2 separate regions of the Mus musculus genome follow, and region 1 is linked to region 2. The links are chromatin contacts, called in public Hi-C maps. All regions are on one chromosome and are shown on one strand. The core of a region is the stretch at or near the end of the contact, and the rest is flanking DNA. Distances in the headings are between cores, read along the strand shown.

Region 1 (3,610 bases), core at 379-2,878, 210 kb after region 2:
CCCTCATCAACAACGTAGAGAGCGAGCCTGGCCGGGGAGCCCAGTATATCCGAGCTGCAGGTATGGGCACAAAAGCTACACACATCCCACAATTGGGATAGCACTATTCTGGGAACCCTTTAGACTCACATCTGTTCCAGGACAGGAAGAAACAAACAATGAGAGGATCAATCTGTGCTTTGTTTTAGCCTAGATCATAGTGTATGATCTTCTGTGTTTCATGTGCCCCCCCAAGGGCAAAGGAAGGGTGGCATGTGGCCTCAGATCCCCATGGAAACCTCCCTCTGATTTGTGGAAGGTGGCCAAGCTGTTTCCCCTTCCCCAGGGACATGCGGTGTGCTGCTTCGGAAGGTGAACGGGACAGCCATTATCCAGCTGCCCTCGAAGAGGCAAATGCAGGTGTGTATGGGCACAGATGGGAGGGGTCAGCAAAGAAGGAAGTTTTGGCCGGGCAGTGGTGACGCATGCCTTTAATCCCAGCACTTGGGAGGCAGAGGCAGGTGGATTTCTGAGTTCAAGGCCAGCTTGGTCTACAGAGTGAGTTCCAGGACAGCCAGGGCTACACAGAGAAACCCTACCTCAAAAAACAAAAAGAAAAAGAGAAGGAAGTTTTAGAATGTCCCTCAGTGTCTCCCAAGTGTTTATGATGCCAGGCAGTGCCTCCCTCTGTGTCTGCTCTGTTTCTGCTACCTGACTAAGCATGCCATATCAGGCTGGAACTTTAGAGTCGAGATGCCCTTCCCAGCCAGGCCGGGCCATCCGTGTCTGTAACCCCAGCATCCCAGACACTGAGGCAAAAGAAGCAAGCCACCTAGGCTTTCTCAAAAAACCAGAAAAAGACGTAGGTTGAACCACCAGGTTGGAACTGGCTTTTAATCCCATCTCTCAAGAGTCAGAGGCAGGGGTGTCTTGGTGCAGTGCCAGGTCAGCCAAGACTACATACCTTCCCAGACCCTGACTCCAAAAGAAAACCACAGACACAAACATAGATATGGGGAGTCTTTTCCTTAACTTTTAATTCATTGTTGGACCCACGTTTATATTCTAATGTTTTGTGTTTCTCCCTTCTCCCGTCCCTCATTGAGTGTAAGAAGTCACCCAGAGTAGTGTTCCCAACACTGCCCTGCCAGCCTCGTGTCCCCACCGGTGCGTTCTTGTCTGCTTCTCTTGTCAGGTGCTGGAGTCATGCACTGCAACTGTAGGCCGAGTATCCAACGTTAACCATAACCAGCGGGTCATCGGCAAGGCAGGAAGGAACCGCTGGCTGGGCAAGAGGCCTAACAGTGGGCTGTGGCAACGCAAGGGAGGCTGGGCCGGCCGAAAGATTCGGCCACTACCACCCATGAAGAGTTATGTGAAGCTGCCCTCCGCTGCTGCCCAAAACTGATTGCCCTGGACTCTAATAAAATGTCTCTTGTTTTTATCTCTTACTACCTTTTCACTTGGGAGGGCGCGGTACAGAATGGACAAGAAGTAAACAGGGATAGAGGGAAGAGGATGGAAAAACGGATGGGGAGGGGGCAGAAATGACCTCCAAGGTCCTATCCAGTTCTGGCTTTGGGAAATGGGAAGGCACTTCCGGCAGCAGGAAGGAGGACTAAGAGGAAGAGGAAAGGGCGGTGCAGGACTGGAGGGCTGCGTCGTCCAGGTGGCACCCGCTACTCCGCCCGCTGATGGCCCCCGGCCCCCAGCTTTCCGCTAAATCAGGCGGAAGCGAGCGGTGGCTGGAGCAGGCGGCGGAGCCTCGGAGCGCCTGGAGCACCAGCCAGGACTAGGCTCCACCCTGCAGCAGGCAGTGCGCCGGCGCGCCTCGGAGGCCTCTGCTGGTCACGCCCTCTGCCCGCCTGTCTCCTGCAGAGGCACGCCCCCTCCTCTGCGCCTAGACCCCTTCAGGGGGCCCAGGCGGGGCCCAAACACTCGCCAGCGCCGCAGCCGCCATCGTGTTCCGCGCGTCCCTAGCTCTGCAAAGGACAGGCCTCGCGCCAGGATCCCGGCGGACTTCTGAGGTGGCCAGAGCCCCACCGCAGCCCCTGCCCCTATTCTGGGCTTCCGATCGACCGCGGAGCCTCGCGTCTCCTTCCCAACCGTGCTTCGGGACTATCCTTTACTGGGCCTACCTCCCCATCCTATCCCACCACGCCCTTTCCGGACCTTCTCGGGTCTTGATTCCCATCCACCAAGCCTCGCGCCGCTTATCCATCGGACCCCTGATGCACCCTTCTCCCGGCCTCGCGCCTCTGGTCATGGATGTCTCCCATACCTTCCCCTTCTCCCAGCCCATCGTGCTTTGCTGATGGCCATTTCTGTGCCCTTTCCTTTGGGCCTCACAATCCAGTGCTTCAATTTAGAGACCGCATCCCCCTCCGACACAGTTCTGGGCCCCCACACACCCGTTTCCCTAAATTACTTTTATCTGTCCCAGGACCTTGGGCTTCATTTGTAAATCCAACACTGCTCTATGCCACTGCCCTTCCGGGTGTTCCGAACCAAACCCACTCGAGGCTGCGAGCCTTAGAGACCTCTTAGCTCCAATATTTTGCTCTTGAATAACAAACTCCGCAATGTTCTTCTGTCCAGTCCAGGTCTCACCGGCCGAAGCAGGCCCAACTTTACCCCACCCAGAATAACAGCTGTTGCTGCTTTCGCTCCTCCAACTCCTGGATGCCCTTGTTTTCTGACCTCCCTCTCACTCTAGCTTGCCTTTTCTCTCTTCCTTGTGTGTCTCAGGTGCCACGATGGTAGGGGAGCTACGATACAGGGAATTCAGGGTGCCCCTGGGGCCTGGCTTGCACGCGTATCCGGATGAATTGATCCGCCAACGGGTTGGCCATAATGGGCACCCCGAGTATCAGATCCGCTGGCTCATCCTCAGGCGCGGGGATGATGGGGACCGGGACTCTACAGTGGACTGCAAGGCTGAGCATATCCTGTTATGGATGTCTGACGATGAGATCTATGCCAACTGCCACAAGATGCTGGGCGAGAATGGCCAAGTCATCGCACCTTCCCGGGAGTCCACTGAGGCAGGGGCCCTCGACAAGTCTGTGCTGGGGGAGATGGAAACAGATGTGAAGTCCTTGATTCAGAGGGCCCTTCGGCAGCTGGAGGAGTGCGTGGGCACCGTGCCTCCTGCCCCTCTCCTTCACACGGTCCATGTACTCAGTGCCTATGCCAGCATCGAGCCCCTCACTGGCATCTTCAAAGACCGCAGGGTTGTGAACTTGCTCATGCACATGTTGAGCAGTCCTGATTATCAGATCCGCTGGAGCGCAGGCCGGATGATCCAAGCTCTGTCCTCCCACGATGCTGGTGAGGGACATTTGTGGTGGGGGAGGGAGAACAGGAGAGGGTCTGGGTCGGCTCAGGGATTCAGAGGACACTGGGACAGGACCTTCTGACCTCATCAGTACGGAATGGCTCAGTTGTTGTTCACTTTTAAGTTGGAAGAAAAAAAGAGGGGGCGGGGTAGGGAGAATGTTTGTTGTGGAAGGGGATGGGACGGAGGGGGGAAAGACTGCATAAGCAAGAACATATTAACCCATTAGCTTTTTATGCAGAAGAGCTTAGACTGTTGCAGTGTGTGTGTGTGTGTGTGTGTGTGATAGTAAAC
Region 2 (3,885 bases), core at 1,227-3,726:
GTTTTTCTTTTATTTTCTTTCCTCTTTTTTTTTTCCAGGCAGGAACTTACATAACCCAGACTGCCTTTAAATTTCATTGTGTAGCTGAGCATGACCTAGAACTTCTGACTGTTATGCCTCTGCCTCCTGAGTATTGTGGATAGAGGTATGCACCATCGCCACTGTCTACTAAGTACTGGAGATAAACCCAGGGCTTTGTGTATGGCAGGCAAGCACCAACTGAACCAATCCCCAGCCTGTCTCTTGGTCTTCTTGTTCTTTGTTTGTTTGTTTCTATTATTTTTAGTTGTGTGGGTGTGGGTTTGGATGTATGTATCTGTGTTCGGGTGTGTCTGTGTGTGTCTGTGTATCTGCCTGTGTGTGTTTCTCTGTCTGGGTGTTTAGATGTATGTATCAATGTTTGGGTGTGTCTGTTTCTATGTCTGTGTCTGTGCCTAGGTGTATATCAGTGTCTGTGTATGTGCCTATGTCTGTGTGTCTTTGAGTATGCCTATGAGTATATGAGTGTGTGTGTGTGTGTGTGTGTGTGTTTGGGTGTATGTATCTGTGTTTGGGTGTGTCTGTGTCTATGTGTGTGTCTCTGTCTATGCCTATGTGTGTTATCTGTGTCTGTGTCTCTGTGTGTCTTTGAGTATGAGTGTGCGTATGTATGTGTGGCCCACAGGAGCTAGAGGTGTCTGATCTCTGAGAGCTGGACTTACATATCTCCTCCAGAAGAGCAGCGTATGCTAACAGCTGAGCCGTCTCTCCAGCCCCCACTTTTGCATCTTAGTCTCTAACTAACCGCACAGCTGCTCGCCATTCTCACCAGATGCTAATGATGCCCGGAACACATGGCAGAGTGGCAGCTAGCAGAAGCCACCGCCAGCTCCGTATCAGGTACCCAACCAGGGTCAGCAGCAGCACCCCTCCTGTCCAGAAGGTGGTGCTGATGACCCCAGCCACAGTGCGGTGCTCCACATCCAGCCACTCTAACTCTGGGGACAGAGAGACCATTAGCAGGGGCCAAATGGACCCATCTTCCTCCACCCCCCCACCCCACCCCACCCCCGCAGCCTCCCTCCAGGCCTCGCCTCACCCAACGGAAGTACAATGATGGTAAAACCAGCCAGGGCTGAGCCGGTGAGCATGCGGGTGGTGACAAACATGATGTAGTTGACCGAGGCTGCAGACATCAGGCCCAGCGCCAGGGTGCTCACGTAGGCCACCAGCAGAAGCCGGCGCCGGCCAAACCTGCCAAGGGCCATGCGAGGTCAGGTCCCCACAGGGATGCCCAGATACAGGTGATGAGGCCTGTCCCCAACACCGGTCCCTTATTTCACCTGTCAGACAAGTATCCGTACACCACAGCCCCCAGCAGCACGCCGATGAAGAAGCACGTGGATGTAACTTTGTTCAGGCCTCTCTGCTGACACACCAGATCCCACTGCAGAGACAGGCGGGTAAGTTGTCGGATCTGTAAGAGCCCCTCTCCAGCCACGATGTCCCTCCTCTCCAGACTCCCAGGCAGCCCTGACCGTTTCAGAAGATTCCCCCATCCCTAGCTATCAACCTCAGCACTAGAAAGGGAAGACTTTGCCTCTCCCTAGTCCTAGAGCTCAGTGCTTTCCCACAGAGGTCCATCACGGCCACCAAGGAATCCTGTTGTCTCTCCGCAGGGAGACTCCACCCACCCTTCCTCTCGGGATGACTCAGGTAAATCTCAGACCTGGGACAGGAATGAGGCAGAGGGGAGAAAAGGATGGAGGCTTCCACAGTTTCTCTATCTTTTACTACAGAGATGTCCTTTTCAGCCTCTGTTCCAACTCCCTGGAGCTGCCTTAGCCCTTGGGTAAATTATAGTAAACGAACTGAACCCAGCTTTAAAGCTACAGGCTGGTCTCCACACGGGAATGAAAGTCCTTAGAGTGCAAGAAGGTTCTCTCCGGTCCCCTGCCCCCAAGGTAATGGCTGGCTCAACCCACTCACATATCCCGCACCCTCTGGGCTTGGGTACCTCAGTTGCAATGGTGGAAGAGAATTCTGAGCGGTCGTACTCCCAGCCCTGGGAGCAGGGCACTGTGAGGGGCTCACCCTCAGGCTCCCCAGAGTTGTACACCTCTGTTCCCAAGGTGACATTGGGAAGAGCCTGGGGATAGGCAAAGCGGAGGCAGGAACTAAAGCTGCCGTCAGTCTCCCGGGGTAGATGGGTTTTCAGCCACAAGTCCTGGTGACTGAGGTTGGCTGGGGCATCAGGCAGGGCACAATGATGGGCAGGCACAGCAGCCATGAAGATGGGCAGGAGAAAATGCATCGGGAGCAGGAATCGGGGCAGGGCCAGCAGCACCAGATTCCGCAGTTGGAAAGGCCCAAAGCCACCCACCTTGTGCAGCAGCTCTTCGAAGCCCATGCCCTCCACCCACCAGGTGTGCCTCTATAGTACCTAGGATCGGTCAACCTGCTTGCTACATGTGCCCTTGGACTCTGGAGGTGGGAATAGTTGTACTGATGAGTGCAGAGTCTGTAGCCAGAATCCAGCCCCCCAGAGGCTGGCCCAGACCTGGGCCCTCCCACATCATCTACACATCAATGGATCCTACCTAAGGGGAAAGGCCACCATTCCTCAGAGGTCCTGGTGTACTCTGGCCTTTACACATTGGAGCTCAGAGAACAGGTAGCAGAGCCAAGGGCTGGCATAGGAGGGCAGCCAGGTGTGGATTGAGTGAGGCCTGAGCTACTGATTAGACCTTCAGGGCTATGTAAGGTAAACAGGTCCCCTGGGTATAGTGCCTGCTGTCCTGGGTAGCCTTTGTCCTGTGAAACTTTAGGTCAGCCAGCCTTGTCTATTTGCAAGCACAGCACAGTTTGACTCACAGCCCAGGACTCAGGATGAGGGCTGGACTCCCCTTGGGTAAGGGAGCCTCTGATAAACCCCAAACTTTCCCCATAGCCCTTGGCCATGTCTGGAATGGACGCCCTAACCTAAGTGACCTCTGAGGTGACCTCTGAGACTGTGCTGGCCCTGTGTGGGGGTCTCAGGAATTTTCTTTTTTCTTTCTTTCTTTCTTTTTTTTTTTTTTAAAAAGATTTATTTATTTATTATATGTAAATACACTGTAGCTATCTTTCAGACACTCCAGAAGAGGGCACCAGATCTTGTTATGGATGGTTGTGAGCCACCATGTGGTTGCTGGGAATGGAACTCAGGGCCTTCGGAAGAGCAGTCGGTGCTCTTAACCGCTGAGCCATCTCTCCAGCCCAGGAATTTTCATCTGCAGTCCAGTCTGCCTCTTTAAGAGCATCCTGGATGACGTTTCCCAGGGTTGCAAAGAAGAACCTGGAAGGTTAGGGAAGGCCCGAGGCTTCTGCGGGGCTAAGTGCCAGCAAATGAGTGCATGGTGATTGGTGGGGAGGGGCGTCTCTGTGGATGACCAGAAGGTTCGCTCTACAACTGATTGTGGTGCCGGTGCCGTCATGCTGAGTTGTATAATTTGAGTTGAAAATTATGTAACAGTTGCATAAATTATAGAACAACAAAATAACTTTTTTTTTTTTTGCATTTCTGAGAAAATTTTATTGGCTTTTTGGAAAAAGTTGATTTTCCAGGAAGGATGATCCCATCGTACTTCTGCTGGAACCAGCGCGTGGCCTCCTCCTTGCTGATTCTGTGTTTGGCCCCAATGCAGCCTGTTCTGCGCTTCTTGTCTGCGATGCTGAACCCTGGCCTACCCAGTACCTCATAGAAGTCCAGGCCGTAGATCCCAATGCTTGGGTCGTATTTGATGCCCAGGTCAATGTGTTCCTGAAGTCCAAAACCAAAGTTTCCAGTATCCGAGAAGTTATTTTTCCACAACTCATACTCCCGCACCTTCAGACCTTTCTCCAGAATTTCCTCTGCCTTGGCTC

The links. A called contact is a pair of places that touch in the nucleus more often than the background predicts.
Region 1: a Hi-C map of embryonic stem cells shows a contact between it and region 2, with 2.5 times the contacts expected there. The contact joins the promoter of Cul7 here to the promoter of Slc22a7 in region 2. A contact is called at or near these places in 3 of 39 promoter capture datasets (the 3T3-L1 cell line, frontonasal cranial neural crest and hippocampal neurons), 1 of 484 Hi-C or Micro-C datasets (embryonic stem cells), 2 of 115 datasets of contacts at active chromatin or transcription factors (embryonic stem cells and hepatocytes) and 2 of 9 other capture datasets (adipose tissue and pancreatic islet).

What each region holds. Positions count from the first base shown.
Region 1 is chr17:46,648,710-46,652,319 of GRCm38.p6, forward strand. It overlaps Cul7 (cullin 7), which reads left to right and starts at 1,629. Exons shown (of 26, transcript NM_025611.5): 1 at 1,629-2,006; 2 at 2,728-3,309. The coding sequence starts at 2,736. It overlaps Mrpl2 (mitochondrial ribosomal protein L2), which reads left to right. Exons shown (of 7, transcript NM_025302.4): 5 at 1-60; 6 at 326-399; 7 at 1,175-1,423. The coding sequence ends at 1,387.
Region 2 is chr17:46,436,001-46,439,885 of GRCm38.p6, forward strand. It overlaps Slc22a7 (solute carrier family 22 (organic anion transporter), member 7), which reads right to left and starts at 2,477. Exons shown (of 10, transcript NM_144856.2): 1 at 1,997-2,477; 2 at 1,323-1,426; 3 at 1,079-1,233; 4 at 809-977. The coding sequence starts at 2,389. It overlaps Gm36541 (a long non-coding RNA gene), which reads left to right and starts at 1,051. Exons shown (of 3, transcript XR_385613.3): 1 at 1,051-1,442; 2 at 1,659-1,695; 3 at 1,779-2,080. It also overlaps the pseudogene Gm5093.